3 separate regions of the Sus scrofa genome follow, and all the other regions are linked to region 1. Evidence: chromatin contacts called from public HiChIP or PLAC-seq and promoter capture Hi-C data. All regions are on one chromosome and are shown on one strand. The core of a region is the stretch at or near the end of the contact, and the rest is flanking DNA. Distances in the headings are between cores, read along the strand shown.

Region 1 (2,594 bases), core at 59-2,558:
GCACTGAGAAGTTTAAGATGGCTGAAACATGGGCACTTTGGGGATGGGAGGTGGGGTGTGGAAATGTAAGAGAGATGGAGGCCAGACAACAAAGAGACTTGGATGTTATGGCCAAGACTTTGGCTGTAATCTAATCACAGCAGGAGGCCTGAAGAGGTGTTAAAGCAAAGACCACAATTAAGACTATGTTTAGAAAAACTGACAGGTGTAAGAGGGTATGAATGGAGACACAAATGAAAGGAGAGGAGAGATTAGGACTAAGTAGTGAGGAACACTGATATTGAAGTGCAGTGTGCAGTGAGGCAAAGGGGAAAAGAATTCAGGAAGAAATTAAAGCCAGGAAGGCAACAAACTAAGAAACCAGGGCACTCGATGGTCCAGATCTGAAATGTCTTCTCCCAGCTAGGCCCCAAAAGTGATGCAGCCACAGAAGATGTTGCTCACTGTAAAATCCATTCAGCGCACACCCTCTTCAAAGCCTTACAATTATGGGGAACCTCTCCCAGCTGTGTGGCCTCTTCTTTCTTTTATGAGCTTCAAGGGCTGATTTACTCACTCCTATATCCTCTCAGGAGAGCATGAGGCCTGTAATTTGGGACAGTCTCTGCCAGGGTGGAGCAGAGGATGTCCACAAGGTATTGAGCCTGACACCCCATTCCTGCAGGCTCCCCAGATTTAGGTCTGGTGGCATACGGAAAACACATACACACACACTCATACAGACACACATTGAAGATGCTCAGTAGAGTGGGCGGTCCTGGACCGATAGTCTCTGAACTACAATTCCCACAAACCATTGGGACCCAAACCAGCAAGAACAAGCAGGCTCCCTCTGAATTTCTCATGGGAATTGTAGTACCATAGTTTGGGAGGAGCGCTATGCATTCTTTCCCTTGACCCCATTCGAATTCCATCAGGCTCCACAAGCATCTCCCTCGGGTCCTTAAGGAGGTCGAGTGACCCACCCATCATAGTCCATTTGGTCTGGCCCAGACGAAGGAAGTGGGGCAGAGAGATGCGAATAGGGGCTACTCCCTTTAGATACCTTCGCATTTGCTGGGCAAGCGTTCTGTGTCATCGTCTTCCTCCTTCATTGTCCCAGCGCAAGCACCGTACATAGTCAAAATGAAAAGCAACATTCCCAACGGCACAGGTCCCATGATCAAGGGTCGTCCACAACCAACCACCCCCTTGCCTTCAAAGCAACTCCGGACAGGCAGCGGGCCCTTTAAATCCCGAAGGTGTCTGCTGCAGCATTAATCCAACGCAAGGCAGGAGGCGCACGCGCAGTGCCGACCCCATAGCGGGCGGGGCCTCGTTGCGCTCCGGGCTTCCCCGCCTAGGTTTTGTGGCGCCTCCCGAAGGTCCTGGCCGCCGGATAGTGAAGGAATAAACTGAAGTAATTACATCAAGAGGGTGTGCTCCTTACACGTAGGCACAGAGACACCATTTTTATATTGTTTCAGGCCGTGAGCCCAGAGGGCTTATTCCGGCTTGGGGAAGGGGCCGTAATCTGTTCTCGGTCGCTGCCAGGACCTGCGCCCGGAGGGGGCGGGGCCAACATGGCGCCGAGCGCCGGGTGAGCGGCGCTTTGGCGGCGGTGAGAGGCTTTTCCTGCGCGGGGAGCTCGGCTGGCGGGGGCGGGTCTGAGTGGTACCCGGGATTAGGCCCTTTGAAGGGCCCGAGTGGGGACTGCAGGAGGACGGTTGGTTGTGTGTCCTTGCGCTTTGGGACTCTGTGTGTGTGCACTGGAGGGATGTTGGGGGGATGAGGGGGGCTCTCTACGCCTTCTTTCGCGCTGTCCCCGTTGCCCGGGGACCTTCGAACCGCTTCCCTGTTGGGGAGACTGCCACATGGATCTAGGTCAAGTTAACCCTCAGTGAAGCCTTCCTGCCGACTCCACTGGCCTGAGGTTTCTTAAGGCCGTAGCGTGTTTTGTGAGCCTTTACTGGCAGAGGGTACCGCAGGGTATTGCAGGATTAATGGGAGTTCGCCAGGGAACTGGGACACCATCGCCTCCTATATACCCGGCTCCAGACACAGAGTATGTGTTGAATAAGTGTGTTCCCTGCAGATAAGGCTTGTAAAAGGGGGGAGGAGACTTGGGATAGTTTGAGAACTAAATTGTCTTTCACCTTCATCTTCCCGCCCCCTCCAGTAGGCCCACACCCGCCCCCCACCTACACCCCACAGTGAGTCCTAAACACTTTTGACATTAGCTTTCCTAATGCCAACTTCAAGCGAGCCACTTTCCTTTTGGCCACAAAAGTAGATTCCGAGCTTGGACCTATGTCTTGTTGATTCGATAATAGTGGTACCGAGTATTTATTGAGCACGTACATGTTTAAGTATTACAACTCATTCATTTATTCAACAAATGTTTATTACTGAGTATCTAGTGTGTCTCAGGCTCCATTCTAGGGTCTCAGAATACATCAGTGAACATAACACCGAACATCTCTGTGGACACGGTGAGGAAAAGGGAGATGTAGTCATAAGAAGTAATACAATGTGTACTAGCAGATATTAAATTCCATGGGAATTTTTTTAAAGCAGAGTGGAGGTGGGGTGCAGTAGTGAATAGGGTGATAGAA
Region 2 (2,594 bases), core at 38-2,537, 480 kb before region 1:
TATAGACTCATTCGTTTACTCTGCTGGTGAACAGACTGTCAGCCAGCCAATCAAACTCCCTTATTCAGGGGGCCTAGTAAACAGCTAGTTTGGGACACCTGGGATGGAATTTTAATAACTCAATAAATGTTCTGGAATGTCAGCATCTGAGATGTGACTTATGGGAAAGAACCTTGAGCTATTTGTGGCTAGGTAGCTATTAACCAATTAAATGGACTATATTGGGTTCTTATGCCACTTAACAGGATGTTAAGACTCTCCGTGGACGGAGCAAGAATCGGTAACTTCCTCTTGTATTTGGGTCCCCTTTATCCACTCAGTTTCACTTCGGGAGACAAAGAAGAGGATGCGAACAGAAAAAAGCCCACTGCAAAAGTTGATGCAGGGGGAAGGAAGCCTGGCCTCTAGAACGAGCTGTCGATAACTTGCTGTTTGCTCTTGACAGCTCTTCCCTCTGTCTCACTTTCCTCGTTTGTGAAACGGCGGTCCTCTTCTAGATGAGGTCCCTTCTAGACTAAGCCCCCAGGTCTGATCATCACAATTTGCCCAGGCGTACTTCTTTGGGCAAGGGGGCAGATCGGGCGGTTATTTTCGAGGATCTCCTGGTCTCCCGTAACCCTCCCTCCAGGAGTTGAGCTGGGCATCCCCGGTCCCTGGGAAGCCGCCTGTCCGCCCAGCCTCCGGAGACTGTCTCCGGGCCTCGGCCTCTGCAGCTGATATGACATTCATGGTCCCTGCGGTTGCAACGACCCCCTGTTCACTGGCCTCAGATATCGTCTTGCCTCCAGCTCCCCCTATACCCACAATCTGCCTGCTGCCACCACAGCAGGCTCGCTCCCTAACATGTCCAGCTCGCACACGCTACTGCAGTCCCTCTACTCCTTCCAGCCTGCCCAACACGCAGCGCTCACATTCTTTACGTCGGTCTCAAAGTTCTAGCTCACCCGCCTCCTTCTTAGTGAAGGGACCGCCTTCTCGCCCATGCTATTGGTAGATAGAGCCGTCCCTCAGAGAAGAGGCCGGGTCAGGTTCCCTTTGGAGGATCTAATTGGCCTTCTCGACAGTCACTCGCCTGTGTATGGCTTGCGATTTGTCTTCGTTGGAAAAAGAGACGGCCTTGCTTTTCACCGCCTCTATCATTTCAAGTGGAGCGCCGGCGTCCCCGCCTCCTGACTGGACCTGATTGGACCATCTCCACCCCTAAGATTTGTGATTGGATGCGGCTGCGCGGGGTGGGCCGGCCTGGAACGTCGGCCGTTGGCGAGCGCTCCATTCTAGTCCCCCTCCCGTGTCTCGCCTCACTCCAGCGCCGGAGTCCCCACCCCCCCGGCGGGTTCTGATTAGCCACTTCCGACGCGTCCCGGGACAGCGATTGGCCCGCCGGGTCCTCGAGCCCGCTTCCTCCCCCTGGAAGCCACTACGGCGGCTCCGAGGAGGGGGAGGGGCAAGGAGGGACGGCCGGTCCCGTCAGTCAGGCAGCGGGAGCCGCCAGGAGCGGATGGCGGCGGTGGTAGCGGCCTCACTCGCCGCTGGGGGTGAGGAGGCGGCGGCCACAACCTCCGTCCCAGGATCTCCGGGTCTGCCCGGGAGCCGCAGTGCAGAGCGGGCTCTAGAGGAGGCCGTGGCCACCGGGACCCTGAACCTGTCTAACCGGCGTTTGAAGCACTTCCCCCGGGGCGCGGCCCGCAGCTACGACCTGTCAGACATCACCCAGGCTGGTGAGTGCACCCGGCCCAGGGCCCCGCGGGGACCCTCGTTTGCATAGCCCCGCCCCTCGTTTTTCCTGGAGCCAGGGAGCCTGGCCGGCTCCCTCACCTGGTGGTCCGAGTTCTGGATTCTGCTGTTTTGCATAAGTCAGCTGCCACCCCTTCCCCATTTTAAGAACTACTAGACAATGAACACTTTTCTCGTTTGCACGGAACGCCCAGGGTCCCCGGCCGAGCGTTGTGAGAGCGCCCCCACCTCCGTTTGTCTTTATTTGCGTATCTGCGCACCTGTAGAATGGTCCCGCCCCTCCCCTAGTTTGGCTTATTTGCGTGACCTCTTCAACCTCAATTCTGATCGTTCCCACGAGCCCCTCTAATGACTCATTTCTCTTTCTGCACTTCGCCTCCAACTCTTTCCCCTGTTCCACCAAGATAGGAGCAGCCCCAGGTTCCCTGCGGCTTCCCATGGATTTGCCCCTGATAGCCCCAAGTTTCTGTTTCCTTTGCTCGGACCCGGCTCTTCACCCAGGCAGCCTGTGGGAGAAAAGCAAATCTCCCACCTCCCGCCAACTCTTTTCTCCCTGAGCTCTTCCCATTATCCCTAATCCCTTTATCTGCAACTCCTCCTCCTTGCGTGTGTGAGATCACTGTGGAGCCTGTGATCTCATAGAGACCCTAGAATTCCCAGTACAGTTTCTGCTTTCCCTAGGGGAGGGGACTTGCAGTTGCTGAAAGGAAGGAAATCTTATCTCCCAGCGGGGAGTGCTGGGAAGCTAGAGACCGTCTAGCTGTCCTTCCCACTCCCCCTACCATAGGCTCTTAACAATCATGCGTCTTCCATCCTGGTGTCTGTTGACGGTAGGGTGTAGGGGACGCCACTGTAACAGG
Region 3 (2,594 bases), core at 46-2,545, 470 kb before region 1:
TCCTGCCACTAGCACCAGTGTCCCCGATTCGCTTCATGGCGGCCAGGACAGTCTCGTGAATGCTTTGGGCCATCACAGCATCGGGCGCCTGTAGCCACAGCTCCCCGGGACCTGTGGGTGCTGAGCGCCCGAGCTCCAGGAAGAAGAAAGAGTCTGCGTGACCACAGCGGCGCACGCTGAGCAGGGACAGGCGCAGGGCTGGGGGCGGAGGTGCCTGGGTGGCCCTGGAGCTTCTGCCCCTGGGCTTCCGCAGCAGGCTCAGTACCCCGGAACCCAGGCACAAGCAGTAGCCGCCGCTGCCCAGGCCTCGTGTCTGCCCCAGCCCCTTGGGCCGCAGCGTCACGGGCCAGATGTCCTGAAACGGAGCGAGCATCCAGGCCTCGGGGTCCTCGTGGGAGCTGGGCCCTGGAGAGACAACAGGCGGGTCACAGAGCTTCTGGGCCGGGAGCTTGGAGTCAGTGTGCCCCGGGGACTGACAACGCGTAAACGCTTCATTTTGGATTGGATTTCGGAGACCTGGGGGAGGGACAGCCTACGGATAAGCCAAATCCACGATCACCCCCCCCACCCTCCCACCCTGGGCTTGGGCCTCACCGGCGGCGGCGCGCGCCTCAAGCAGGGCGCTGTACCACGCCTGCTGCTCCGCCTCGCTGGCCGCCGCCACGCCCAGGCTGCGGTCGGCGGTGAAGAGGAAGATCAGGTGGCGCTGGCGCGCGTCCACGCGCTTGCTGATGGTGCACGCGCCCGTCAGGCTCACGCTGAGCTTGGGAGCCGCTCGGCCGGCGTGGAACTTCTTCTCGCTCTCGTAACACTCGAGGCGCGGCGGGTCCGCGCGGAGCACGAAGAAGCGGCGGTGCTGGGACTTGTGCTTCCGAAGGTGGCCGCAGAGCCGCACGTCAGCCGGGCAGGCCCAGGGCGACAGCGGACCCAGGGCCACGTCGGCCGACTCAGACTCCGGGGCCGTCGTGGGGCTGCCGCCGCCGCCGCCTCTGGGCTTCATCCTGGGCCAAAGGCGACCAAGTGGCCGGAGCAGGAGCGGAGACGGCTGGGAAGAGGCTCGCCGAGGTGGGGTTCTAGAGGTAGCGGTCCCGGGGGAGGGGGCAGCGTCCTGACAGGCTGCCACTGCCTTAATGCCCGGCGTCTCTCTCCCCCGCTCCCGACTTGAAGTTTGGGGCAGGGGGTCTGCAGTGGCCCCTCGCTGCGCGCAGCGTGTGACCCAGTGACTGCTCGACGGCCTGAGACACCCGAGGCTCCGCCGGGCTCGGAGCCTCAACCCAGTGGCCTCCCGCCGCCTCCTCTCCCCTCCCTCCCAACGCCGACTGCGCCCAAGTCCCCACCCCCGCGAGGTTAACCCTCACGCGCCCCGGAGCTGGACTCCGCGCGGTGGGCGTGGAGTTTGAGTTGCCGAGTGCGGGAGAGGCGGCCTCGGCCTGGGCTGGTGCCGGGGCGGGGAGGTGTTGGGGGCGTCTCTTCTGACCCGACCTGAGCGCGGAGAAAGCTGTGAGGTGAAGAGAGTGTGCGTGGAGCTACGTCCGTGGTGACCGCTGGCGGCCTCGTCCGCAGTCCTGGAGGTAAGGGGGCTGCTAAGCCGGCTGCCTTTACAGCGGGACCCCCTTCCGGCTCTAGGCCGCCAGCACCCGTGTCCCCTGCCTCCCCGGTCCCGCTCAGAATGGTTCTGTTCTCTTCCTTTCCAAGTAATCCTAGGAGCCAGGGCCGCCGAGCACTGGGCTAAGTTGACCTCGGTGGAGCTGGAGGTTCAGGTTCTCTGCAGGGTTGGGGTGACAGGAGGTGTCTTCATGGGGGTACCCTTTGCCCCCTTGCATCCCAAGAAGTTTGAAATGGGGTTGGGATTCAGGCACTTTTACATCCATTTCTTTTTTCCCCTTTTTCAGCCACACCTGCCACCTATGAAGGTTCCTGGGACAGGAATCAAATCCGAGCCTCAGCTGCGACCCGTGCCATAGCAGGAACGCCCTACACCCGCCTCTGATCCTTCCAAGGACCACCTGCTGACGGCGGGGGCCATGGCGCTGGTCAGTGTACACTCTGCAAGACAAACCACGGGTTGACAGGTGGGCCTTAGAGGACCTTATGATATCCCTGTCCTGGCAAGCAGGATACCTGAAGGGCCCTGGGGGAGCTGAGGGTTGGGGAGGGGAAGGGGGCAGCTGTGGCCCCAGTTAAAGATGGTATTTGGGGGAGGAGTGCCTTCAGGTGAGGAAGGAGCTGTAACAGGAGTACTGAAGCAAGGCCATCTGGTTCGTTTTCATAGACTAGTTCAAGGGTCAGGAAAGCCCAAGCAGGGCTGGCGGGGCTTCCCACCCAGGCCTTGGAGGAAGGAGCTGGGATACCAGAGGAGCCAATGGTTTAGTGGACAGGGAGGCTGGCATCCTCGAACATCCTTTACAGGTCATGTTGCAAGCATGATGCAGGGCACTGCCTGGCATTGTGAGGATGGGCATCTGGCCAGCAGGCAGGTGGTACCCAGTGCCTACTCCAGGTGCCTCTCAGGTCAGCCAGCGCCTCTCTAAGGTGCGGGAGAGGTGCTGGCAGCTCACGTGGTACATGGGGGGGCCTGTGGCAGCCTCCACCAT

Evidence for each region. Promoter capture Hi-C pulls out the DNA fragments that hold promoters and counts their contacts. HiChIP or PLAC-seq counts read pairs in DNA pulled down with a chosen protein or histone mark.
Region 2: an H3K27ac HiChIP or PLAC-seq map of alveolar macrophages shows a contact between it and region 1. The contact joins the promoter of FBXO24 here to the promoter of TAF6 in region 1. A contact is called at or near these places in 2 of 5 promoter capture datasets (fetal liver and liver) and 2 of 2 datasets of contacts at active chromatin or transcription factors (alveolar macrophages and skeletal muscle).
Region 3: a contact with region 1 is called in a promoter capture Hi-C map of fetal skeletal muscle, with 4 times the contacts expected there. The contact joins the promoter of LOC100515824 here to the promoter of TAF6 in region 1. A contact is called at or near these places in 1 of 5 promoter capture datasets (fetal skeletal muscle), 2 of 47 Hi-C or Micro-C datasets (embryonic fibroblasts and epiblast stem cells) and 2 of 2 datasets of contacts at active chromatin or transcription factors (alveolar macrophages and skeletal muscle).

What each region holds. Positions count from the first base shown.
Region 1 is chr3:8,025,696-8,028,289 of Sscrofa11.1, reverse strand. It overlaps TAF6 (transcription initiation factor TFIID subunit 6), which reads left to right and starts at 1,308. Exons shown (of 15, transcript XM_021086197.1): 1 at 1,308-1,600. CNPY4 (protein canopy homolog 4) reads right to left here and starts at 1,293. Exons shown (of 6, transcript XM_021086210.1): 1 at 1,046-1,293. The coding sequence starts at 1,160.
Region 2 is chr3:8,510,119-8,512,712 of Sscrofa11.1, reverse strand. It overlaps FBXO24 (F-box only protein 24), which reads right to left and starts at 1,287. Exons shown (of 20, transcript XM_021086233.1): 1 at 1-1,287. LRCH4 (leucine-rich repeat and calponin homology domain-containing protein 4) reads left to right here and starts at 1,371. Exons shown (of 23, transcript XR_002342282.1): 1 at 1,371-1,718.
Region 3 is chr3:8,493,237-8,495,830 of Sscrofa11.1, reverse strand. LOC100515824 (insulin receptor substrate 1-like) reads right to left here and starts at 1,295. Exons shown (of 2, transcript XM_013995453.2): 1 at 595-1,295; 2 at 1-405. The coding sequence starts at 1,000. It overlaps LOC106509647 (a long non-coding RNA gene), which reads left to right and starts at 669. Exons shown (of 7, transcript XR_002342293.1): 1 at 669-1,571; 2 at 1,893-2,072.